2 separate regions of the Danio rerio genome follow, and region 2 is linked to region 1. The links are chromatin contacts, called in public HiChIP or PLAC-seq maps. All regions are on one chromosome and are shown on one strand. The core of a region is the stretch at or near the end of the contact, and the rest is flanking DNA. Distances in the headings are between cores, read along the strand shown. Region 1 has its middle 50 kb from the start of fam222aa. Region 2 has its middle 60 kb from the start of trpv4.

The links. HiChIP or PLAC-seq counts read pairs in DNA pulled down with a chosen protein or histone mark.
Region 2: an H3K4me3 HiChIP or PLAC-seq map of gastrula embryo shows a contact between it and region 1, with 2.5 times the contacts expected there. The contact joins two enhancer-like sites. A contact is called at or near these places in 2 of 18 Hi-C or Micro-C datasets (caudal fin and embryo) and 1 of 4 datasets of contacts at active chromatin or transcription factors (gastrula embryo).

The regions. Positions count from the first base shown.
Region 1 is chr5:20,386,890-20,393,029 of GRCz12tu, forward strand. It overlaps a transcript of fam222aa not described here. Among named protein-coding and RNA genes, the nearest start is that of fam222aa, 50 kb to the right of the region's middle. Within about 2 kb of position 3,977, at least 5 of the 62 cell types and tissues checked have an H3K27ac peak or open chromatin away from gene starts, as enhancers often do.
Region 2 is chr5:20,498,030-20,504,169 of GRCz12tu, forward strand. No RefSeq gene overlaps it. Among named protein-coding and RNA genes, the nearest start is that of trpv4, 60 kb to the right of the region's middle. Within about 2 kb of position 3,727, at least 6 of the 62 cell types and tissues checked have an H3K27ac peak or open chromatin away from gene starts, as enhancers often do.

The DNA of each region.
Region 1 (6,140 bases), core at 2,727-5,226:
AACCTCAGGTTGCCTCATGAGGCTGACCCTTCTGAAAAGAAAGATGTTTTGGGTAAAAGCATTAGCAGCAGGTTTTGGAGCATCTGGAAGGTGTGATTGATTAATTCTTTTGTTTGTTTAGGGTGTTTTTGGGTGGTGGTTTTGGTTGTCATCTGGATTTTCATGTAAAGTGGCTCAATATCGGCCATTCCTTCTACATTCATGCTTGCAGTTTCCAAGAACTGTTGTTTTGCGTATTCTATCTATGAAATCTAATCAGCGAGTGCTTGGATGCCGGCTAAAGTACAGCCTTGGTTTTATTTGGCTGGGAAGGAAGGTCAGTTGGACTAAACAAATTTTAGTTCTTCGTCCAGAGACTTTAACTTGTTATTTCCAAGCTTTCATTGAGATTATCAAGGATAGTTAGTAAACTTTTTCCCTGTGTCCGGCTTTACATGCCCCAGGAGGAGTTTGACCAAGCTTATCATACTTTAAAATAAGGTTTTTTATTGGAGGTAAGGCTTCCACATGTAACCTTATTCATCAGTTGACATTTTCTTTTGCACAAAGGTGGAGATATTTATTTAAACTAATAATTTTCTCTTTGGGGAACTCAAAAAATTTACTATGGCATTTTGCATAACACTCATTTTGAACACAAACTTCTAGCCAACCAAATGTTTTAAAAATTCTGTGGTGTGCCTTAAATCAAAGTGTATTCTGAACAATGATGCTAAACATATTGAACAGAGGCACATTTTAAAGTATTAATTTCTTCTTAAAAGTAGTCCAGGTTGTTTAACATTGCAAAACAAGTAGCTGATTAAAAAACGTTGTATTTAGAGGGTGTGAGCATGCATATTGATTGTCTGTCAGAAAAGAGAGTTTTATTCTCCGCCATACATCACAATTTGAGTCTCACGAGGCCTCCCGTCATTTCTTTGCTGCTCTGACTAATGCGATTGGCCCCCTGCTCCATGGTGGACGTTCCACTCTGCAAGTCATCACTCTGGAGGCTTAGGGCTCTGGCTCTTAGCTCGGCTCCAGCATGTGGCCTTCCTCAGGGCCTGGCAGCCTCATTACCCCAGCAGAGTCCCTCACTCTGAGGGCTGCGACTCCCTCCACCCGTGGAGACAGCACCTGTCAAGGAGTATGCTCACCACTCTATTGAATAAAACATTCAGTGATGTACGAGTGGAAAGGTTCACCTCCGGGGGCCAGAGTTGCCTCATTTCCTACTCCTGCTGCACATCCGTGACCCGCTGAGCAAATTGGCCCGGTATTAGCTCTGTGGCTCGATCTCACCTAAACAAATAGAGCTTCCAGCATAATGCTAATCTCAGCTGAGCCGAGCATGCATGGGGGAGAGGGGGAGATAGCTGGTGGCGAGATGGTACGCTCTAATATTTAGGTCACTGAATGGCCTTAGCATTGTTTCTCATTTTTCATTGCTTATTTAATTTTCCCTCTTTGTCAGCTTCTAGTTTTTGTTGACTTATTCCACGTCTGACTCGATCACAATGCCACATTTGCACACGTTATTAGTTTTGGGAGTCAAACCTGCATTTTCCTTGTGCACAGTAGGTTTTTTTTACACTGGAGGTAATTATAACAAAGTTTGACAAGAGATAACTCATGTCAAGATGTTTCGGAAGGACTTCATGCCCTGTAAGCCATCCAGAACAACCCTTTGCCTATTGTACCATCATCAGCAGAAAGGTTACTCTTGATGGAGATATGCTGTTTGGGTGCAACTCAACCTCTGCAGACTGTATTGAACCGGAAGGATCTTAATGAGATTAAATCAGGAGCGTATTTCCAGAGGTATGAAGTCGAACTGGTAGCCGATTCTGCTTCTGCTGCAGATGTTGATGGATAGTTTAATTTTGGAAGGATATTATTAAAGAAGCGTGCGCTGTTCATTTGAATATAGAGATAAGTGTGCAGATTGATTGATTGATGGCCATGGGGTGAAATCACTCAACCGTTTTCTTATTAAAACCAAGGAGAGCGAGAGCCTCTCTCATGAATATCTTTATATTAGTAAAAGTTTAATTTCCTGCTTTATATATTAATCTGTTTTTGGATATCGTTTCAGCTAGAAAAGTCTTGGTGATTCACTAGTCATACAATCAAACCTTTCTTTTAGGAGCGGCCTGTATTTACGTGCTTTGTTTTCATTCTTTGATAAAAGAACGCTACCAGAAGACACAAGATCATCTACCCATCCACGAATTCAGCAGCCCATAAGATGCAGCCCTAAAGACAATAAGTGTGCAAGGCTGCTTCTGAGGTTAGATGCACAGCAGTGATGGGACGTTCAAACCTTTAATGCGACCCGGATCTTTTGTGACAACCTTCCCATCATAGGACTCAACATGCCTAAAATATGTAGTCAGCAAAGTTTTTTACAATTACGTTTTGCAACCCAACTGAAGCATGATTCATTTATTTAAAAGCCATTAAGACTTTCTCTCATGAAATAAACTTTCCTCATTAAAATAAATAAACAGATCCTTTCATTTAAGCCCTCTGTTTACCCACGCTGCAGTAGTTCAAGTATGTTTCAGTCACAGCAGGGTGTCATGTACTGTTTGTGTTCAGTTCACCTGCTGAATTGCTTTTTTTTAAGTCAGAGAGAGGTATCAGGCATGTAAAAAGTGAGTAGTTTGTGGATAAGTTTGTGGATTCATTTAAATTGATTCAGTTCGATTTTGTGAATTAGTTCAACCGGTTCACTTATCAGGTTTATCAAGTTTAAAGAACGATTTGTTTGTGATCACTAATACACAGTGCTTAATTTGTAAATTATGAGATCCTGGAATAGATCAGAGTAACGGATCCGGCATGTTACCAGAGGAGGTAGTGGATGTTCCAGATGAAAGTGAAGAGTGTTGGGGAGTCGCGAAAGAAAGCGAAGAGTGGGGCGGGGGTGCGTGTGGGGAGGGGGATCAGTAAAATGAGGTGCCGGATCAGATTTTAGATCCGACTTGTTCCGGCACAAATTAAGCCCTGCTAATACAGAAATAACCGCACAAATGTGTTCAATGAATCCTTTTTTAAGTCTATGTTCAGGTCGTACTTGATGCTGTCACCATGATACTGTCATATCCACTCCTTAGTTTTGTCGCTTGAGCAACAGCGAGGAAGACTAGAGGAGAAACATCTTCATCTTTGCAATGGCATCAGGATTACAGACTGGTGTACGGGTCAAACACCTGACAGCGCGAAGCAAATAGTTTTGCTTCTAATAGGCATACAGTAGGTGTATGTATTAAATACATTTACAAAGACGAAAACAAAGGACGTTTTTGCAATAATTTTAGTTAGGTTCAGTTAGTTTTGAAAGTACACTGTACAGTTTTAGTTAGTTCTACTTAAAAAAAAAAGTTTTTATTTTTATTTCACTTAACGAAAATGTTTTCGTTATTTTTGTAACGTCTAACTATCTCAAGACTTCTCAGGCTCCTACTAGATAAATGAAACATTAAGTACATGAGAGAAATATTCACATTTCTAATAGACTGATTATATGGAATTGAAATGTGCTCTGGTAATGTGCATGAGGTCACAGCCACCCAAACCCTATTGTTTGTCTTCTGCTGAGGTTCAGTTGAATTTTAACACAAGTTAGGGGAGGGTATGGGGTGAGGCAAGACCTGATGTCGACCTTGTCCCAGATTCAGCTGTCGCCTATGGTAGTGTTCAAAATGGAAAACCTGATGTCAACAGTAGCGCGCACAAAAAAAAAAGTGTCTAAACTTACTGGTTCCTTTTACTTTCGCCAACAGAATGGGTCTCTTTCATCTTGTGCATTTTTTGAAATCACTGGTACTTTGAAAAATGAATAGACCAATTTACTGTGGCTGCTGAGAAATATAGAATAGAAAAGAGTGTCAAAAGAAAATGTCTTTGTTAGTAGTGAAAGTGCGGTGAATGGATTGTGAATGCTCCTGTCTCGCTGCTCTCCTACAGAGCTCCTCCTGCGAGTATTGAGTGTTAAGGAGGTGCCATTGTTCCGGAAGAGCTATTATATCTGTGCCCCTGGTAATCCGCAATTTCTATCCTCTCTCCCCCACTCCAATACCCGAGTAGTTCGTACAATGCTAATGTTCCCAACATCTGTTAACGCGCAACACCTGCGGTGGAGGCTGTTTGATTTTCTTCTTTATGGCATTCCTTTCTCCCCTGTCGCTACATAAAAGGCTCAGCCTGTGTTGCTTTCGTAGGTGATATTGATTAAAAGTGTCGGGAAGAAAATCCAAGCATGGAAATGGTGTCAAGATGCGCCGCTCTAAATGGAATTTCAGGATAACGTGCGTTGTTGTTGTTTACTTGACCTTTGGTTTGCTGCGGTTTCAATTTCACCAGCTTTATCCACATCCAGATGAGACGCCAGGCTGAGGCTTGTTGATTTAGCCATTCCAAGGTCCTTCCTTCTCTGTCATCCCTAAAGCTTTAAGGAGATGATGTTTCTCAACTTATCATCAAAGGTGTTTAGTTTGGTTTGTTCAAAATGCTCCTCTTTTACATGCAACAATGAGCATCGGAAGAAGCTGTTTTTCCTCTCTTCAGGCTGAAAGAAACACCTGTGGACATGCTTGTCATTTAAAGTGCACATGCAGGAAGAACGGCAGATTAAATGGTGTTTGTTAAACTTCACATCCTCTCTGCTTCATACATAATCGCACTAGCGAACAGGAGTCATATTCAAAGAGTGGCCCTTTGAAGGGTAAATTGTTCTTCCTAAAAACAAACGGCTGGGTAATCGGCCTCTTGGGCAGATTGATTTCCTGCTAGTGACAGTGGGGGATGCTGGGAAAGGGGCTCTGCGCGCTCCTCTTGAAGGACTGAAAAGTTTGCCTGTGCATCAGTCATTGAGAATTACGGGAGTGTGTGTTTTTTTAAAGAACTTTTCTGGAGAATTCATAGTGCATCTTGTTCCTCCTTATAAAGGGAGCAGTTCCATTTCCATGAGTTACGGCTTGGTGTTTTCAGTTAGTGACTTTGTTCTCCCTTCACTATTGTTTCTCTGCCAGCATAATTCAGCGAAATGCTTTCAGCATAGCTGTTATATGCCGTTGCAGATATCTTTGTTCTTTACTCCATTTTTGCGAAAGATTTGGGCAATATCCTGACTCCCATACCCTCCCATGGTTCATTTCATCATTGTGACATGCTGTAATGAAACCAGCATTGCAATCCAAGGCTCCAGTGTTTAGGCTATATTTTTCACCATTACTTTAAAGGGGTGATTCACCGCAAAATCATTCTTTACTCTCACCCTTGTATTTTTCCAAACCTGTATTCCTTGTCTTAGAGGAACTCTAAAAACACACCAAGTTAAAAACTACTTTTACAAATTGCAAAAACATACATTTCTGCCATTCTTTCTCCCCTAAGCCTTATTAAAAATATTTCAGTGAACTTAAAAACATTTTTAATCTCTCTCGTAATAATAGTGCAGATTTTACATTCTATCACCTACATTTATTCAAATAAATTTAAGAAATGTGCCAGATGCATCATCATCGTTCTTAATAGGAATAGACTGGAGTCACTTTGCTGGCCAATTGGCTGCTAGCATAAAACTGGTTCCTATGATATTGTATCTTAATTCACACTATATATTAAAAACAAATAAAAAAAAACGTATATAGACCTATGCACCTAGTAGGTCTATGGGAAATTTCCAGGGGGAAATACATATATTTTGCTTTGCGGTTGTTGTAAAAGTTTTAAAGCACATACTGTATGTTTTATAAGTGTGCCTACATAGTATTGTAATATGACTTATTTTTTTAAAATAAATGATCAACAAATGAATCTGTCTTGACGGTTTCTACAAGTGAAGGCATTATCTACACACATTATGAATTTTACTATTAGACAAATAAAACAAGCTATAAAATGCTATTTATGAAAGGACTTAAATCAGATAAATCCAAATTCCCAACACAAGCGACCTGCGTTCCAGACCAATTCAGCTTGATGACGTGTAATGTCTCCGACACTGCCTGTAGTCCCATTTAGCAACTTGATTGCAATCGTCTTTTAAAACAGTGGTTCCCAAAGTAGGGGTCGGGACCTCCCGAGGGGTCGCAGGCCAATGAAGAGGGGTTGCTTGATGATTTCCAAAAGTCTAATTAATTTAATGAAAC
Region 2 (6,140 bases), core at 2,477-4,976, 110 kb after region 1:
TATTCATACTATTCACATTCATGCTGTATAGAACATACTTTTCTAACAGTCGAGTAGAACATTTAAATTCAAATGCAGTACCTACTGAGTAGTAAGCAATTTTGGATGCAGCCCTATAGTAAAAACAAGCACACTTCCGCATTGCAGAATAAGGTTAATACATAAATCAAAATTAACATTCATTGCTCCTGACGATAGACTGAGACAATATTAGATATTGAACTTTTTTTGCTGAAAAAAAAAAGCAACTGTATCTTCAATGGCCTGAGGGTAAGTAATCTAACAAATTTCTTTGTTTTTTTGGTGGTGAGCTATTGCTTTTTCAAGTCCTTCTTTAAGAAGGGCTGATGCAACGGTTCTCATGTTGTCAGTGTAAATTTTTTACAGCTCTAAAGCAGATATTTTCATCTCTGCATCTCATTTCTGAGGCATTTTAGTTTCATATCGATATTGTTTTGAATTATTTTCTTGCCTCAAGGCTAGTTTCTTCAATTAGGGTACCAAAACACATAGGGAAATATTATTAATTAGTCCTTTTTAATAGAGTAAAGCGACTGTGCACAAATACATTAATTAAGAGAACTGTTTAAGGTTTTTTTTTCATAGTCTCTGCCTTATTAGCAAACCTGTCATTCTTCTAATTCCACACTGAGTGAAATATTTTACATAAATTGAAATTCTGGTTGCAGAAAAGAGTAGGTTGGCTTAATATTTCCTGCACGTGTCTTCATATCCTGGTCTGGCCAGCATTGTGCTTTTCCTCAGCCTTGTCTGCTTCGCAAGATGTCCCAGTGAGTACAGTTGATTTAAGACAATTTTAGGTTAATTTAGAGGTTAGTAACCTTCAAACCACACACCCAATCATGAGAGCCAGTGCTGCAATGAACCATGACATTTACCACAATCCTGAATCCTACTCCATGTGTGAAATTTCCCCCGAGAATTGAAATTGGTTCTTTTTAATTAGATGAATACCCATGTCACAAAAGATGTCTCAAAAAAGGTCACCAAGGCTGCATTTATTTAAATAAAAATACAGTAATATTGTAAAATATTATTGCTCTTTAAAATGTCTCATTTTAATTTCTGTACATATTAGAATGTCATTTATTCGTATAATGCAATGCTCTATATATATATATATATTTTTTCGGGCGATGCAGTGGCGCAATAGGTAGTGCTGTTGCCTCACAGCAAGTAGGTCGCTGATTCAAGCCTTGGCTGGGTCAATTGGCATTTCTGTGTGGAGTTTGCATGTTTTCCCTGCGTTTGCATGGGTTTCCTCCGGGTGCTCCGGTTTCCCCCACAGTCCAAAGACATGCGACACAGGTGAATTGGGTAGGCTAAATTGTCCGTATATGAATGTGAATGAGTGTGTATGGATGTTTCCCAGCGATGAGTTGCAGCTTAAAGGGCATTCGCTCGGTAAAAATAAGCGTGATAAGTTGGTGGTTTATTCCGCTGTGTCAACCCCAGATTAATAAAGGGATTTTACTGAAAAGAAAATTATATATATAAAATGATATGTACAAGCAATATCACACGAGCAGCAGTGCAATATGGCTGTATATCAACACTGGTGGAAGGCGTTCATTGATGTCCAACCAGTGACAATATACAGCCATATCTCACTGCTACGAGTGTGACATTGCGTTTATACAACAGTTTGACGGCATAAACGTGTATATAAAAAAATCAAATACAGAAAGTCTAAAAATCCTTTAGCATTAAGAACTTCTTTCTTACGCCATTCCTTTACATCTGCAGCTGATGTCAGAACAGCAGAAACCGTTGCTCATTCACCAACGTCACTTTAGAGCTAGTATTTGAATGATTCTCGAGCGTAATGTCTAAAATCATGACAAAACAGGTGATTTTGCTAACATTGTAAGATTATAAGGCTGAACAGCATGAATTTCCATTAGTCTAGAGAGATTTCCCAGTATTTCTCTGTTGCAATAGGGATATCACAATAATTAACCCCGAAAAACAAAACTCTTCCAGAAACACTACCAAAAACACTAACAGATGGTATAAATACAGCACTAAAACATACAAAAGAGAGAGATCAACTTACTAGTTTTATAATGATTTGATCAGCTGTAGTTTAAAATTACATTGAGTTTTAATCCTCAAAGGCAGGTGTGTCTAAACTCGGTCCTGGAGGGCCGGTGTCCAACCCCAATTAAACGCACCTGAACCAGCTAATCAAGCTCTTTCTAGGTATACTAGAAACTCCCAGGCAGGTGTGTTGAAGCAAGTTGGAGCTAAACTATGCAGGACACCGGCCCTCCAGGACTGAGTTTGGACACCCCTGCTCTAAGGGCTTATTATGCGGTCTCTGTCGCCATCTTATGGTGGAACGTCAACTGTCTTTGCTCTGCTCAGTATGACAGGCTGATGGATGTTGACTTGCGGTATTTCCAAAAATGTTAAATATTTAAAATAGGTACTGTCTTTTTAAATAAACTGCATAGTTGCAATCTAAATTATCACCTAAAATAGCCTCAAAAGTACATTATGTTGTCCAACAGCTGCAATATTTGTCAAACTGTATTGAGTTTATGCATCTGCTGTCACTCTATGTGGGTGAATTAATATACAAGAGAGAAGAGGCTGTAGGAGTGCTGTTATTGAAGAATATCGCACGGCTATCAGCCAATCAGATCATGTATATGGTTACATATGCATATGACAAATTGAAGAGAGACCGCTTCAACTGATTTACCATTAATAGGTGCAAGTTTTGAGTAAAATATTTATATTTGGGTAATGAGCAATTTATTTGAGTAAAATGTTTATATTTTATTAGATAAGCTACTGATATTCTGTTTTCAATATTTTAAATAAGAATATTTATGTTTTATTACGTCAGTTTAAATATTCTTAAATATATACCTTTTTTAAAAACAGGGAAACAATACGCATATGCTGTATATAAGCAAATACTGGTAAGAATAAGGTAAGAAAACAGTTATTACAACCTTTTTGTTATTGAAAAATGGTCTGTGTTTGCATTTCAGTAAAAATGAACACGATGTGATTTGGTTAAAAAGTGTGTGTGTGTTTGTGTGTGGGGGTAGGGGGGAGGGCTGTTATAATGCCGTACATAGCTTTTTTTTGTTTCACCGCTATTCTTGGCTGGCTTTACCGTGTGAGTTATGATTGTTTGGCTAGTCGTCTCTGCTGAGGAAGGAGATGTAGAGATTGGACCTCCTGGAACTTTAATTGAATTGAATACCTCTGCTTTATATTATCCGTGAATGTGACTGGGCTGAAATGCTATGTGCAACTACGCATCAAAATAATTCTTTTGAGCAGAATGAATTGAGTGGCATTTCAGCCCCGTCCGTCTATATCAGCGTTATCTGGATCTGGATTCATGTCTGCGTCTGGGCAACACTGGTGGCGTTGAGCACAGCAGGCCATTGTTACACAGCCAAGTATTTGAAGGGCACAGACCCTGTGGGAGAGAGACAGGAGCCAGTAACAGGGGAGAGATATGGCGACACAGTGAGTTTGATAGAGAGCTAAAGCCCATAATCCCTCTGGTTCAAACCACAAGTGAGACTCTTTCCCCCGCGCGCTTGATGGCAGGGTCGAACCCTTCGCTGAGCATGTGCATTCAAGGCCAAGAAAACAAGGCATGCTGATAAAAGCCATCCCACTCTCCCTTCCTCCTTATCCATCTCGCCCAGAAAAGCGAAGTAAAAATAAGGGCAGCTGCTCTCACCGCAGATCTCTGGCACTGCGTTTCGAGCGTGGCACGCACACAAACACGTAAACACACACAAACCGTAGGTCTTGCCCCCATTGTGGTTTGAACTCAGTGAGGTGCATGTAAACCAAAACATCGCTTTTAAAATAGAGTTGCCTCTAGTGCCGAATGTATGTACTCTGGTGGAGAGCTTCGCTTCTGATCTGGCTGCGCTCCAGCTCACATACTGCGCTTTTAAAAGAGAGATACAAGCCCCGACGTTCAACCAACCAATCGATGCCAGGGGGCCTCAATGCATCTTGGGTAAGTCGGCCCATTCCGACCTAACGCTGCTTTGATGGTATAACATTTTTAGATGTTTTAATGTTCTGTCAGGAGTTCACTGGGCTGCATCCCAATACGCCTACTTATAGTATGCACTGAAAGTATGCACCTCATTGGAGAGGGCGAACTATGTTCTGCCAAAGATTATATCGTTTACCTTCCCTCGTGTCGCAGACCTGTATAGCTTTGTTTTATCTGTTAAGAGATATTTTTGAAAACAAAACATTAGATTGTATGGGAAATCTATGCGAGGAAACAACTGGCCATTTCATTTGCAGTATCTGAAATCACACACTGCATGAATAATACTACATCTGAATTTGAAGGTACTGCACAAGTTGTCACCTTAGAATTATAAGGTTCATTCTGACTTTTTGGTAAAAATTAAGTTATTCACATACTAAATGACAACTTATTAACATTACGGGATGTTTTTTATAAGTTGTTATAAAAATTTAAGTTGTTACTAATTTAAGTTGTTTTTTACTTTTTGTTTAAACAAAAAAAATGTTACACACATACTGTTTGCTATGGAATACAAAAACTTTCAGAACGCAGATTGAACCTTATAATTGTAAAGGTGATGTAAAGCTTATTATTATTAAATAATAATAAAGGGGACGGAGTGTTAGAGGGAAATCAAAACTTATATAATTTAATCATCCTCCTTGTTTCAAACTCTGAGTTTCCTTCTTCTGTTCAGACAAAGGATGATAATGAAGAATGTTTGTTTATTTTATAGATGTCAATAGCTGTTTCTTCCCAAAATTCTTCAGAATATCTTGTTTTGTGTTTAACAGAAGAGAGAAATCCATTAAAGTTGAGAACCACTTGAGGGTGTTTTTGGGTGAACCATCCATTTAGAAAGCATGTTCCCTATATAATGTATTGTAGTATGAATACATAGTATGGGATGTGTAAATGAAATTCAGATGTACTGCATGCATCATTCAATTCAATTCATGTTTATTTCTATAGCGCTATTTACAGTGTAGATTTTGTCAAAGCAGCTTAACATAGAAGTTCTAGTAAAGTTCAGATTTCAGAGCTGAAGTTTAGTTTAGTTCAGTTCATTGTGGTTTAATTATCACTGCTGAAAGTCCAACAATGAAGAGCCAAAGAGCAAATCCATCAATGTGCAGCCCTTTAAGTCCTAAGCAAGCCAGTGGCAACAGTGGTGAGAAACAAACTTCACCAATTGATGAAAGTGAAGGAAAACACCTAGAGAGAAAAGGGCAAAAACATTTTTTATCTGGCCAAACTTCCTTTGCTGAGTTGCAGTCTAGGCTCTAGAGGCAGGAGAACGCTGGACATCCATCTTGGAGAACTGCAGGTGTGAGTAGATCACCGGGGGGTGATCAGGCTGGCTCACAGGATCAGTGCGGGACTTGTTTGTCACTTTGGTCTTTCAGGACTCTAATGTACTCCATTTCTCTATGGTCACCACAGCATCAGCTCAGGATACGGCCTTGTCCAGGATTATGGATACCTTGGCATCATTTCTTCACAGGCGCTGTGAAGAATTGCGCAGCATAGTCTCTTGGGGCCTTGGCCTGAGCATCCCCAGGTTGAAATAGCGAATATAGAAAATAATTAGAGTAACTACTGTTTATAATGTATTTAAATGAGATGCAAACATTAAGTGCCATAAATGAAAATAGTAGTTAATTAAACAAACCCGTTCAGCATTTGAGTGTTTCTAATGGAATGTCTGGTGCATTAAGACAGGAGGAATGTGTCCTACAGGTGGTTGTCAAGCCAACTTAACTGCGTGGAGCACATTCATGCATCATATTGTTGTGTGATGCATTGTGTTTAGGATTTACTAAAAAGATAGGTCTTTTAATTTAGTTTTGAACTCTAGAGAGTGTGTCTGAGCCTCAGACATTATCAGGAAGGCTATTCCAGAGTTTAGAAGCCATAAATGAGAAGGCTCGACCTCCTTTAGTAGTCATGTTGTTATTCTATATTTCCATCCATCGGCCTTTATATGCATTTTATGATACAGTGTAAAAATGCAAGATGGAAAAAATTTAAAAAATTCTAAAAATGTGTACAAAATAAACTGTTAAAACAGAGTCAAATCAAAGCTCACCAT